Linked DNA regions of Mus musculus: region 1 is linked to region 2. Evidence: chromatin contacts called from public HiChIP or PLAC-seq data. All regions are on one chromosome and are shown on one strand. The core of a region is the stretch at or near the end of the contact, and the rest is flanking DNA. Distances in the headings are between cores, read along the strand shown. Region 1 holds the start of Zdhhc3 (zinc finger, DHHC domain containing 3). Region 2 overlaps Kif15 (kinesin family member 15).

Region 1 (5,054 bases), core at 1,517-4,016, 110 kb after region 2:
GTTGGCGTTTAGCCTTGCTTTGCACATAACTTTTTCCTTTATCTGATAAAGTGAACTAAACAGGGACAGGACTTAATCATATTCCGTGTTCTTCTAGAAAGGATTCAAGAGAAGTGAATTCAGGCTAGAATATCCATCCTTGCTTTTGAAACGAAATCTGTGGCCTAGGGATATAACTCCATGACAGAATATTTTCCCAGGACTCATGAGCCTCCAGCACCAGCATCAAAAATTGATGGAATGAAACTGAGCAGTATTTTACAGGATAGTTACCAGCCTCATAACAAACATGGGTGTTCTGCATTAGGTCCCCTGGTAGATGACATGGAGTTTGTGAGAGGCTACAGAAAGTGACATTTGGGAGCCACAAAGCCTCCACTCAAATCCTGCCTCTGCTACATATTAGTTATGTGCTCTGTGACTTTGCTCAGACACTTATGCTATTTGTGCCTGTTTCCTAAACTGTAAAATTGCCCTCATAAGGCTATTCTGAGAATTGAATCTTTGTAAAGTTCTTGGCATACAACAAGCATCACACAGTGTCATAGAAAGTTAATAGAGCCTGGGTTTTATAAAAGACACAACAACAAAACAGCATGAAACAAACAAAAACCCCAAGAGAAATGAAAAAGCAAACTGGTATAACACAATATAATGTGCCATCCTTGGGTATTTCATTTTTCTGGTTCTAATATGTTCTTTGAATAGCTTCAATAAATAAGAACTATGAGTTATGAGGTTTAAGGACATCTAATGCATTCAATGAATATGATGAAAATGCTCTAGCATCACATAGGAAAAATAACTAGTGATGACAGCAGTGTTCCAGCAGAGAATATAAACTCCACTGTTTATGTTTCTTGAAGTCTTCTGAACCTAATACCAGATATTACTCATAAAATCAGTCACCAAATAGATAACACTGACCCTTCTTCAGAAAGAACCTGTTGTCTGCTGTCGGGGGTAGGATATGCCCGTGTGGTGCTGGGGAGGGAACCTAGGGCCTTTGCACATGCTACTGTTCTGCCACTAACACACTTTTAAAGATATGCCCAAAGACTTTTTCCCAGGAAAATGGCTCATAGTAGTTAAACTCAAGTCAAACTTTCTTCCAGTATCTTTTCTGACTTTTCAATCTTCACCCTACCCCACCCCCACCCCACTATATATTCAAATGGTCTCTCTTTCCAGTCATCTCTAGCACGAGATACCCTACTAGCAGGAGTCCCTTGCTATTTCACCAGTTCCTCACACAGAATCTAGTTGTTCAACCAGAGATGGTGTCTAGGTGCTATATCAAGTGTGGCATCTGTTCCTCCAAAAAAGGAAGAAAGCCGTCTGGCTCCACCTTTTCCAGTTACCCTAGAGGGCAAAGTCCAACCCTACAGGAAGCCGTCTCAGGAGCACCTGTAGTAAGTATTATGTATGGACGCAGGAAATTCATATCCAGTCTATCAAGAAGAGGCTATCATTTGAGGGCTCAGCAGCTAACAGTTCAGTACCTAGGAATATAGCCAGGCACTTCCTGTTACTGTTGAAATCTCAGCGTAGTCAGTAATCCACTATGACAACTCTAATCACCATGCTCTGTGGCTATGCTCACAAGAGCCTTCCCTTCTACCCTGGAGGACTCTGGTTAGTGTTCTGTTTACTTACTTAGTTAGCACAAGAGAAAAAAAGCCTTTTTTCGACGAGTGGGGGCAGTGTCTTTGAGACAGGATCTCACTATGTGGCTCAGGCTGTCCTTGAACTCACAGTGTAGAACAGGCTGACCTCGAATTCAGAGATCCGCCTAGCTCTGTCTCCCAAACGCTGGGATTAAAGGCAAAGGGTGGCCAGCACCTTTTATTTCTTGATGATTAAGCTGAAGGGTTACTTTTGTTTAAAATAGAACACCAGGTAAGTCTCTACCAAGTCTCCCCTCATTTTCTCAGAGAGACCCTTTAAAACTTAGTTCATATCCCCTCTCTTCCTTAAAGGGCCCCTCACTATGACCCCAGCTTCACCTTGCAGGCATCCTTTCTGGATAACCTAGGTCCCATATCCTCCCAGGGTCGGTTTTCTTTCATGAAGTTATCCATCTTCCCCGGAGATCCCTTCCATCCAGGCATCCCGAAGTGCAAGACACTCTCCCTACTCTCTTTGGGACAATACTCCAGCAACCGCACGGGGCAAGGGTAACTTGCAAAGCTCTGGGCCATTATCTGATGATGGGCAGTAGGGGAGGAAAGGATGAGGGAAGACAGGACAGAGATCGATCCCTGGAATGGAAGGAGGGGTGAGAAAATTGAGAAGCTGGCGCCCCATTCCTGGTGCAGACCCTTCCCGACCAGTGACCTAATGAGGGATCCATGGTCTCTTTCCTTCAGCCATCCTAGGGACCAACTAGGAGGGGGTTGAGGAGATGGTCCCTCATGGGCAGCACGACTTCCGCCTTCCTGAAGTGTCTCACGTGCGCGCGCTCGGCTACTTCGACTCCGGCCCGAGCGCTCGGGTTGCGCGCTTCCCATCCAGTCCCGGCTGGGGCCCCGCGCCTCCCTCCTTCTGGGGCTTCCCCACTGCACTGACCGTCAATCTGGAGGCAGCTAGCAGTCCCGCGCCGCCTGCTGCTGCCCCGGGGCCCAGCCGCCAGCGTCCGCGATGGCACGGGCACCCGGCGCCACGGCTTGCCGGACTCGGCCTCACACGGGGCGGTGCGAAGGAGAAGCCCATGGAGCTCCAGGCGGTGGCGGCAGCCGCGGCTGCGGGAGCGGCCACCGCGCGGGCTGATGACGCGCAGGCGCGGTGGGGAGAGGCGCGAGCTGATGACACGCCAGCGCGCGCGGTGAGCTGAGCAGCATGGCGTCGGTGGCGCTAAGCGAGGCCGAGAAGGTCTACATCGTTCATGGAGTGCAGGTAGCGGTGGCGGCCGCGAGTGCAGGCCATATTGCGCAGGGAGGAGGTGCGGGGCGGCCACGTGGTCAGGACGGACGCCCGAGGCTTAGTGCTGCAGCGAGTGTGCGTCCTGTATGCCTAGATGTCCACAGCTCTCGGGATGGAGGAGATTCCTAGCTCATCAGGGAGCGGCGGGCGGGCAGTTCCCGAGGCTGCAGTTTAATGAAGGAATGTCCTTGTGGCCTCTGCACGACCTGAGAGTGCAGTGCCCGAGATCCTGTAATCAGAATAGCGGCACGTGAATGGACTCTGGTGACTTTGCACACAGAGGCCGTGTATCCGAGGGGGAAAAGGACTTTAAAATTCTGACAGCAAACACCACACGCCACACACCCCCTAAAAACAGGAAAGAAGGAAATGCATCGGTAATAGAGTGCGTGCTTAGCATGCTCCAGACCTTGGTGGCTGGCACCTGTAATCCCAGCAGCTGGGAAGTGGAGACAAGAGAATCAGGAGTTTAAGGCCAGACTGAGCTATAAAGACCCAATCTTAAGAGAAATCACGCTGACATATACACACACATGTCTTACAAATAGAGAAAAATAGGGAGTGTTTTTCTTTCTGGCGGTGCTGGAGGTTGAACCTCTTGGCCTTGTGCATGCTAGGCAGGCATTCTATCATGGAACCGCATTCTCAACCCTTTTGTTTTTTTGCTTTTTTTTTTTGAGGAGGAGAGCTTTATATCCAAGGCTGGTGTGTAACTCCTATCAGTCCTGCCTTGGCAGAAGGCATGCCTTTTCACCACCCGCTGAGAAGAATTTTTCAAAGCAGACTGGTAGTCTATGGTGTAATTGTTGATTTACCTGTTTTACTTGTGGGGCGCTTAGATCTTTGGGTAGCTACAATGACTACCGCGATCTGGGCTCAGTCCTGCTTTTGAACGTTCAAGAGAAGTGAAGAATGTTTCCTGGCAACCATAATCTAGTATTCTACAAGCCTTGTCCCTACAGTTGATCTTGTGATGTAGTCATCATAGTAAGGTGACCTGTTACCATTTAAACTACATAATGCAAGTGAAAGCATGTTCTTTTCTAAATCATATGACATACTGTTATTTTCTACTTCATATAGAGTAAGGAATGCCAAAATTCAGTCATTAGGTTTCATATTAAACTTGAGTAATAAAAATCCAAACCCACAACTCATTAGCTTTTTAGTTCAAGATCAGGTTTAGTAATAGTGGGGTATATGCACAGTGGGTTGTATGGGAATGTTAAAGTAGTCAATCCTAGGGGTGGGGCTTCCCTTTTAGTTTTTAATTTTTTTTTTTTTGCCAGAAGTGTGACTCTGTCATTCCATATCCCTAGTCTTCATGGTGACATATTAAGTGCTGATGAGTTTTTAATTTTTTTTTTTTTTTGCCAGAAGTGTGACTCTGTCATTCCATATCCCTAGTCTTCATGGTGACACATTAAGTGCTGATGAGTTTTTAATTTTTTTTTGTTTTTTTTGCCAGAAGTGTGACTCTGTCATTCCATATCCCTAGTCTTCATGGTGACACATTAAGTGCTGATGAGATTTAAATTCTACAGGTTCAGGAAATCTTAAATGACCTGAAGAAAAAGTGGGTTCATTGCAAAAATTGGAAATCTTCCATCCAGAGCTTTATAATACTTTCTCTCATAAGAACCATAATGATTGGTGACTCTCTGGTGAATCATCTTCTTTTCTTCACCAAACTGTATCCTTTCTCAGTGGTCTCTTGCTGTCCAGCTTCCCTTCCATCTTGGTATAGTCTGTCCCATCGTCCCCGCCCAACCCCTTCAATTTTGCTTGGCTTCTCAATCACATCATGGCCTAACAACTTTTTGGTTTCTTGAGACACGGATTTACCTCTAGCTGTCATGAAACTCACAGAGATCTACCTGCCTCTGCCTCCTGAGTGCTTGGAATAAAGGTGTGTGCCACCCTGTTGCACTAGTCTAACAACTTTTAATTAGATCAGACATCCAATTTCACTGAGAGAATTGGTCTGGGCTGCTAGTGGTTCATTACAAATACAGCTGGTCACCCCCTGTGTGGCATGCCTTGGATCACACACCTACCTCTGGCCCTGTTAAGGGTGGATAGTAAGTCAGGTGGCTGCTACAGAGCTATAACTCCAACTGGCTGGTCTGTCC
Region 2 (5,139 bases), core at 2,632-5,131:
AGAAATCTTAAAGGTTCTTGAAACTGTACGTCAGGAAAAACAGAAAGAGATGGCCAAGTGTGAAAAGCAGGTCAGCTTCCTATCCTGAATATAGAATTTGAAATTTGTAACTTTTATTCCTGAAGTCTGAAAAGAAAGTGGCACAGCTTTACAGTGTTAGAAATCACTAATAAAAGGCTTCTTGTTGTTGCTGCTGCTGCTGGGGTTCAAACTAGGGTCCCTTCCACTGAAGTACATCCTGGGTCCTGTTTGTTTGTTGGTTTATTATTGAGACAGGATCTCTGTGTAATCCTGGCTGGCCTGGAACTTTCTATGCAGACCAGACTGGTTTCCAGCTCTCAGGGTGCTGGGATTACAGGCATGTTCCTCTAGACCTGGCCACCCTTGATATTTTGAGGCAGGGTCACACTATAGATGCCCTGGAATTTACTCGGTAGCCCAAGCTTTCTCTGAACTTAAGAGCCTCTAGGCCCTGCCTTCCAAATGCTAGGATAACATCTGACTAGTTCTGTTTTGTTTTTGTTCTTTTAATTTTGTTTGTTTGTTTTTGGTTTTGTTTTGTTTGAAACTTGGTTTCTCTATGTAGCTTTGGCTATCCTGGAACTTACTCTGTAGGCCAGTCTGGCCTTGAACTCATAGACCCAACTGTTCTGCCTCCTAAGTGCTGGGATTAAAGTTGGGGGCCACCACTCCCATTCCCTGGCTTGAATTTTTTATTTCTCTCTCTCTCTCTCTCTCTCTCTCTCTCTCTCTCTCTCTCTCTCTCTCTCTCTCTCTCTCTCGTGTGTGTGTGTTTGTTCGTGTTCTGGTTCTATTATTTGTTACTATTTTCTATTTCCCAGGTGGCTGTAATGATATGTACTGGTGCTCAGTTGATTGAGACCTCAAAACCCACTGTCCTTTAGGTACTGTTAGAGTAGACTAATGTGCTGTGCAGTTATCAGCTTGGTTTTTGTTGTTTTTAATGTGACTATTTACTTTTCACCATAGATGGCAAAAATACAGAAACTAGAAGAAAGCTTGCTTGCTACTGAAAATGTTATCAGCTCTCTGGAAAAGTCTAGAGAGTCTGACAAGGTAGGTAGAGTTTTCAGTGTTATTCTTTTGTATTTTGTTTCTTTATTTTTGTTGTGGTATCTATTTATTATTAGATCTATGATTTCTCTATATAGCCTGAGCTGGCTTTGAAATCGCAATCATTTTACACAAGCTTCTGAGACACAGGTATATGTCATTGTACCTGCTTTACATTGTCTTTATAATGCAACTTAGGCATTCCTGTCTTCTGTACCATCTCTGTCCTGCAGGATGACTTACAAACTGCCTGGTCCATTTGCATTTAGGTCCTTTAAGGGTGCTGGAGAATTGGAAATTCAATTAGGTAATTTGTTTCTTAACCTCAACCACAAACTACTCTTTTTTAAAAAAAAAAAAAGATTTATTTTATGTATATGAGTATGAGAAAAGGGCATCAATTCCAGTATAGACGGTTGTGAGCCACCATGTGGTTGCTGGGAATTTAACTCAGGACCTTTGGAAGAGGCAGTCAATGCTCTTAAGCGCTGAGCCATCTCTCCAGCCCCACAAACCTACTCTTCTCTATTTTTTATTCGTTTGTTTGAGACATGGTCTCACTATGTGTACTAAATGGATTGGAACTTACTATGTAGACCATGCTGGCCTCAAACTCAGAATACCTGTCTTTGCCCCCCTAGCACTGAGATGAAAGGCGTGTGCTGCCACATCCACCTTTACTCTGTTCCTTTACACGGCTTATGTAACATGTGTTGGTTGTTTCAACTAGACTGCTATTACTCTGACCCTATTTTACTGACTATAAGTTCATGATGTACAGTCTCAAATCCTTACTGTTGACTTTGCCAGAATAATAAAAGTGACTTGTCTTTCCAAATATAAAAATGGTCTAACCCTGTCGTACAAGCACTTAGGATACTGAAGCAAGACTCTCATTAGTTAAGAGGCCAGCCTGTGCTATATAGAGATCTAAAAGCTGAGCTAGCCTGAGCTACATAGTGAAACCCTATCTCCAAGGGAAAAAAATTGTAAAAGATGGAATGTCACATAATATTTGCTAAAGTAAATTGACTTTCTTTATTACCACTAGTTAACAGAAGTAGTTTATGTGTTAGCTACTTTTCTTACTGATGTGACCAAATACCCTGAAAAGAATTTTTAGTAGGGAAGATTTATTCTGACTCAGGAGAAGCAAGGCATGGCTCCATGTTGATAAGGAGCTCTATGGCTATTCATTGCAAAACACCTAATCAGACACCCAGGGAGCTTGTGTAGCAATTGGAGGTGCCAATAACCCTAGTACCCACTTCCTCCAACTAGGTCTCACCTCCCAAGTGGTCCATGAGCCCCCAAACACCACCAGCTTCTGGGAGTCAGTGTTCAAATGTAAGAGTATAAGAAAAAGTTTATTGAAACTGCAACAGTTCATCTTTTTAAATGATCCCCATAATGTTACTGGCTTTGCAGATAAATGTTTTTGTCCTTGTCAGGAACTTGTCACCAACCTCATGAACCAAATCCAGGAGTTAAGAATATCAATTGGTGAAAAATCAGAAACCATAGCCACCCTGAAACAAGAACTTCAAGACATAAATGTAAGTTCTGTCACAGGATGCTGAGCTTAAGCAGGGCACGATTCACAGGCTCTTTGGGGGTCTGTTAGCCATCCCAACAGGTAAGAAGATTGTATGTTGCAGTAAGTTTGACTGTAGAAGTTAATACCCAGACGATTTCTGAGATGTGCAGTGTGCACATTTCTGGACAAAAGCATTTCTGTGCCAGGTCTTTTTGACCTGGAATATTGTTCTCAGCACCATTCTCCAACCACTAACAAATAAACTAGAAATAAACTAACAGTTAAGGCTAAAGAGGGCTCCTTATTTGACTCAAGAAAAAAAAAAATACATGTCTTAGTTAAATTTGAAGATATTTATTACATGGAATTGTGTCTCTGATCTGAGACTCGATATCATTTTCTGAAGTAACTGTTGTTTAGCATTGATGTTTTGCCCTTTGCTTGGGCCAAGGTAAAGGCTTTTATCTGCATTAGTTCTGCTCTGACGGGGCTTGCTTCAATCCATATTTATCTTCACAGGCAGACTCTGATGAGGTGACAGAGCTAGATGGCTTTCTCTAACCTGCGGGACTGTCCTGTGGTTCTTCGCCATGTGCACTAGCTCTACCTCCTTCCCTAGCAAGGCTTTGTGGGGCTGTGGAAGTGGCTTAGTGGTTAGAGAAGTTGCTACTCTTCCAAGGACCTGATGCAGCCCCCCCCACTGGACATCTCATAACTCTGTGTCACGCGCACGCGCACACGCACACACAATAAAACTGAAAACAAACCAAGCCACAGCCACCACACGAGGTGTTACTGAATTAGCTCGTTAATGCAGTGCTCTCCCTGGAACTAAGAGACTTCTAAGTTGCTTTGCTGTGCAGATGAGCAGAACTCTAGCAGATAGCTCTTGTGCTGTGACTTTCTTTTCTGCAGTGCAAATACAATGCTTCATTGGCTGACAAAGAAGAGAGCAAGGAATTGATCAGGAGACAGGAAGTGGATATCCTGGAACTGAAAGAAACTCTTAGACTGAGAATCCTCTCAGAGGACATCGAGGTAGGTATTAACGTGGTACTTTCTTTTTATTATTTCTATTCTCTCTCTCTCTCTCTCTCTCTCTCTCTCTCTCTCTCTGTGTGTGTGTGTGTGTCTGTCTGTCTGTCTGTCTGTCTGTCTCTCCCCCCCGCCCCGCCCTTTTTTCTCTTTGAGACAGGATCTCATTGTGCCAACCATGCTGATCTTGAACTCACATAATTCCTCTGCCTCTGACTTTTTTTCAAAGGATGACTCAGAGGGTAAAGTTACTTCCTCTGAAGTTGACCATCTTATTTGAATCCTCAAAACCCACATGGTAGAAGGAAGAACTGTTTTATTGTTGAAAAACCAACAGTAAAAATTATTAAGTCCTATTCACAAAAATAAAATATATCAGAATCTTAAGGAGAAAATTTAGCAAGTGTTAGGCTGTCAGAGAGATTCCAAGTGATGTAAAAGAAAACTTGAAAAGGAAAGTACAAAATTACTATAGACACAAAAATTCATGTATTCTAGTTCAAATTGTAAGTCTTAAAAGTTGATGAAATCTGGGCATGGAGGCACTTGCCTTTAATCCCACTGTTTGGGAGGCCAAAGCAAGTGTACACAGGAAGGTCCATGTCAGCCAGAGTTACCCAGTGAGCCTGTCTTAAAAGGAAGGACAGAGAGGGAAAGGGGGAATCCAGGTATAAACATAAAATGCATACACACAAACAAACATAAAACAAAAAAGCTTCAAGTCAGCCGGTGTGATGGCTTTAATCCCAGCACTTGGGAGGCAGAGACGAGTGGAGCTCTGTGAGTTCGAGATCTGCATGGACCCAGGACCCTGTTATACAGAGAAACCCTGTTTTGGAAAACAAACGTGTGTGTGGTGGGTGTGTGTGTGTGTGTGTGTGTGTGTGTGTGTGTGTTTGTGTTTGGGGAGGTACATGTGGAGGCCAGGCACCATCAAAATCCTGGTTTTTGAGATAAATCCTTCCTTCCTGTGACTTGGAATTCACTGATTAGGCTAGAGTATTCAGCCTGTGAACCATGGACATCCTCCTGTCTCTCCCTCCCCAGTGCTGTGTTTGTCGGCATGCCATTATGCCCAGCCTTTACATGAGTGTTAAGAACTGAACTCCAGTCTTCATGACTGCACTAGTTTCCTTTCTATTGCTGTGACAAAACACTGATTGAAAACACCTTGGAGAGGAAACTTACTTTCTGTCTTACACTTCCAGATCACACTCGATTATTGAGAGAAGTCAGGGCAGAATACAAAGCAGAAACCATAGAGGAGGTCTGCATGATCGCTCCGTCCCTGGCTAACTCACAGGCTTATGATTAACTCTACCATGCCTAGAGATGGTGCTACCTACAGGCCAGACAAATCCAGGCGATTCAATTGAGGCTTTCCTCTCAAGTTAACAAGATAACTAGGATACGTGGCAGGATTTTATTGACTGAGTATCTTTCTAGCACCTCAGGCCCTTATCTATCTATCTACCTATCTCTTTGTTTGTTTG

Evidence for each region. HiChIP or PLAC-seq counts read pairs in DNA pulled down with a chosen protein or histone mark.
Region 1: an H3K4me3 HiChIP or PLAC-seq map of bone marrow-derived macrophages shows a contact between it and region 2, with 2.1 times the contacts expected there. The contact joins the promoter of Zdhhc3 here to the enhancer-like site in region 2. A contact is called at or near these places in 8 of 39 promoter capture datasets (the 3T3-L1 cell line, the C10 cell line, the HPC-7 cell line and 6 more), 25 of 484 Hi-C or Micro-C datasets (the C2C12 cell line, CD4 T cells, CD8 T cells and 18 more), 11 of 115 datasets of contacts at active chromatin or transcription factors (the 230-238 cell line, CD8 T cells, the SCID.adh cell line and 4 more) and 3 of 9 other capture datasets (adipose tissue, liver and pancreatic islet).

What each region holds. Positions count from the first base shown.
Region 1 is chr9:123,110,428-123,115,481 of GRCm38.p6, forward strand. It overlaps Zdhhc3 (zinc finger, DHHC domain containing 3), which reads right to left and starts at 2,767. Exons shown (of 7, transcript NM_001372538.1): 1 at 2,569-2,767. Exosc7 (exosome component 7) reads left to right here and starts at 2,804. Exons shown (of 8, transcript NM_001081188.1): 1 at 2,804-2,895. The coding sequence starts at 2,839.
Region 2 is chr9:123,001,045-123,006,183 of GRCm38.p6, forward strand. It overlaps Kif15 (kinesin family member 15), which reads left to right. Exons shown (of 35, transcript NM_010620.1): 23 at 1-70; 24 at 991-1,077; 25 at 2,526-2,630; 26 at 3,527-3,649. Among named protein-coding and RNA genes, the nearest start is that of Tmem42, 18 kb to the right of the region's middle. Within about 2 kb of position 3,882, at least 6 of the 459 cell types and tissues checked have an H3K27ac peak or open chromatin away from gene starts, as enhancers often do. A contact at or near this core is called in CD8 T cells and bone marrow-derived macrophages, where this site is marked.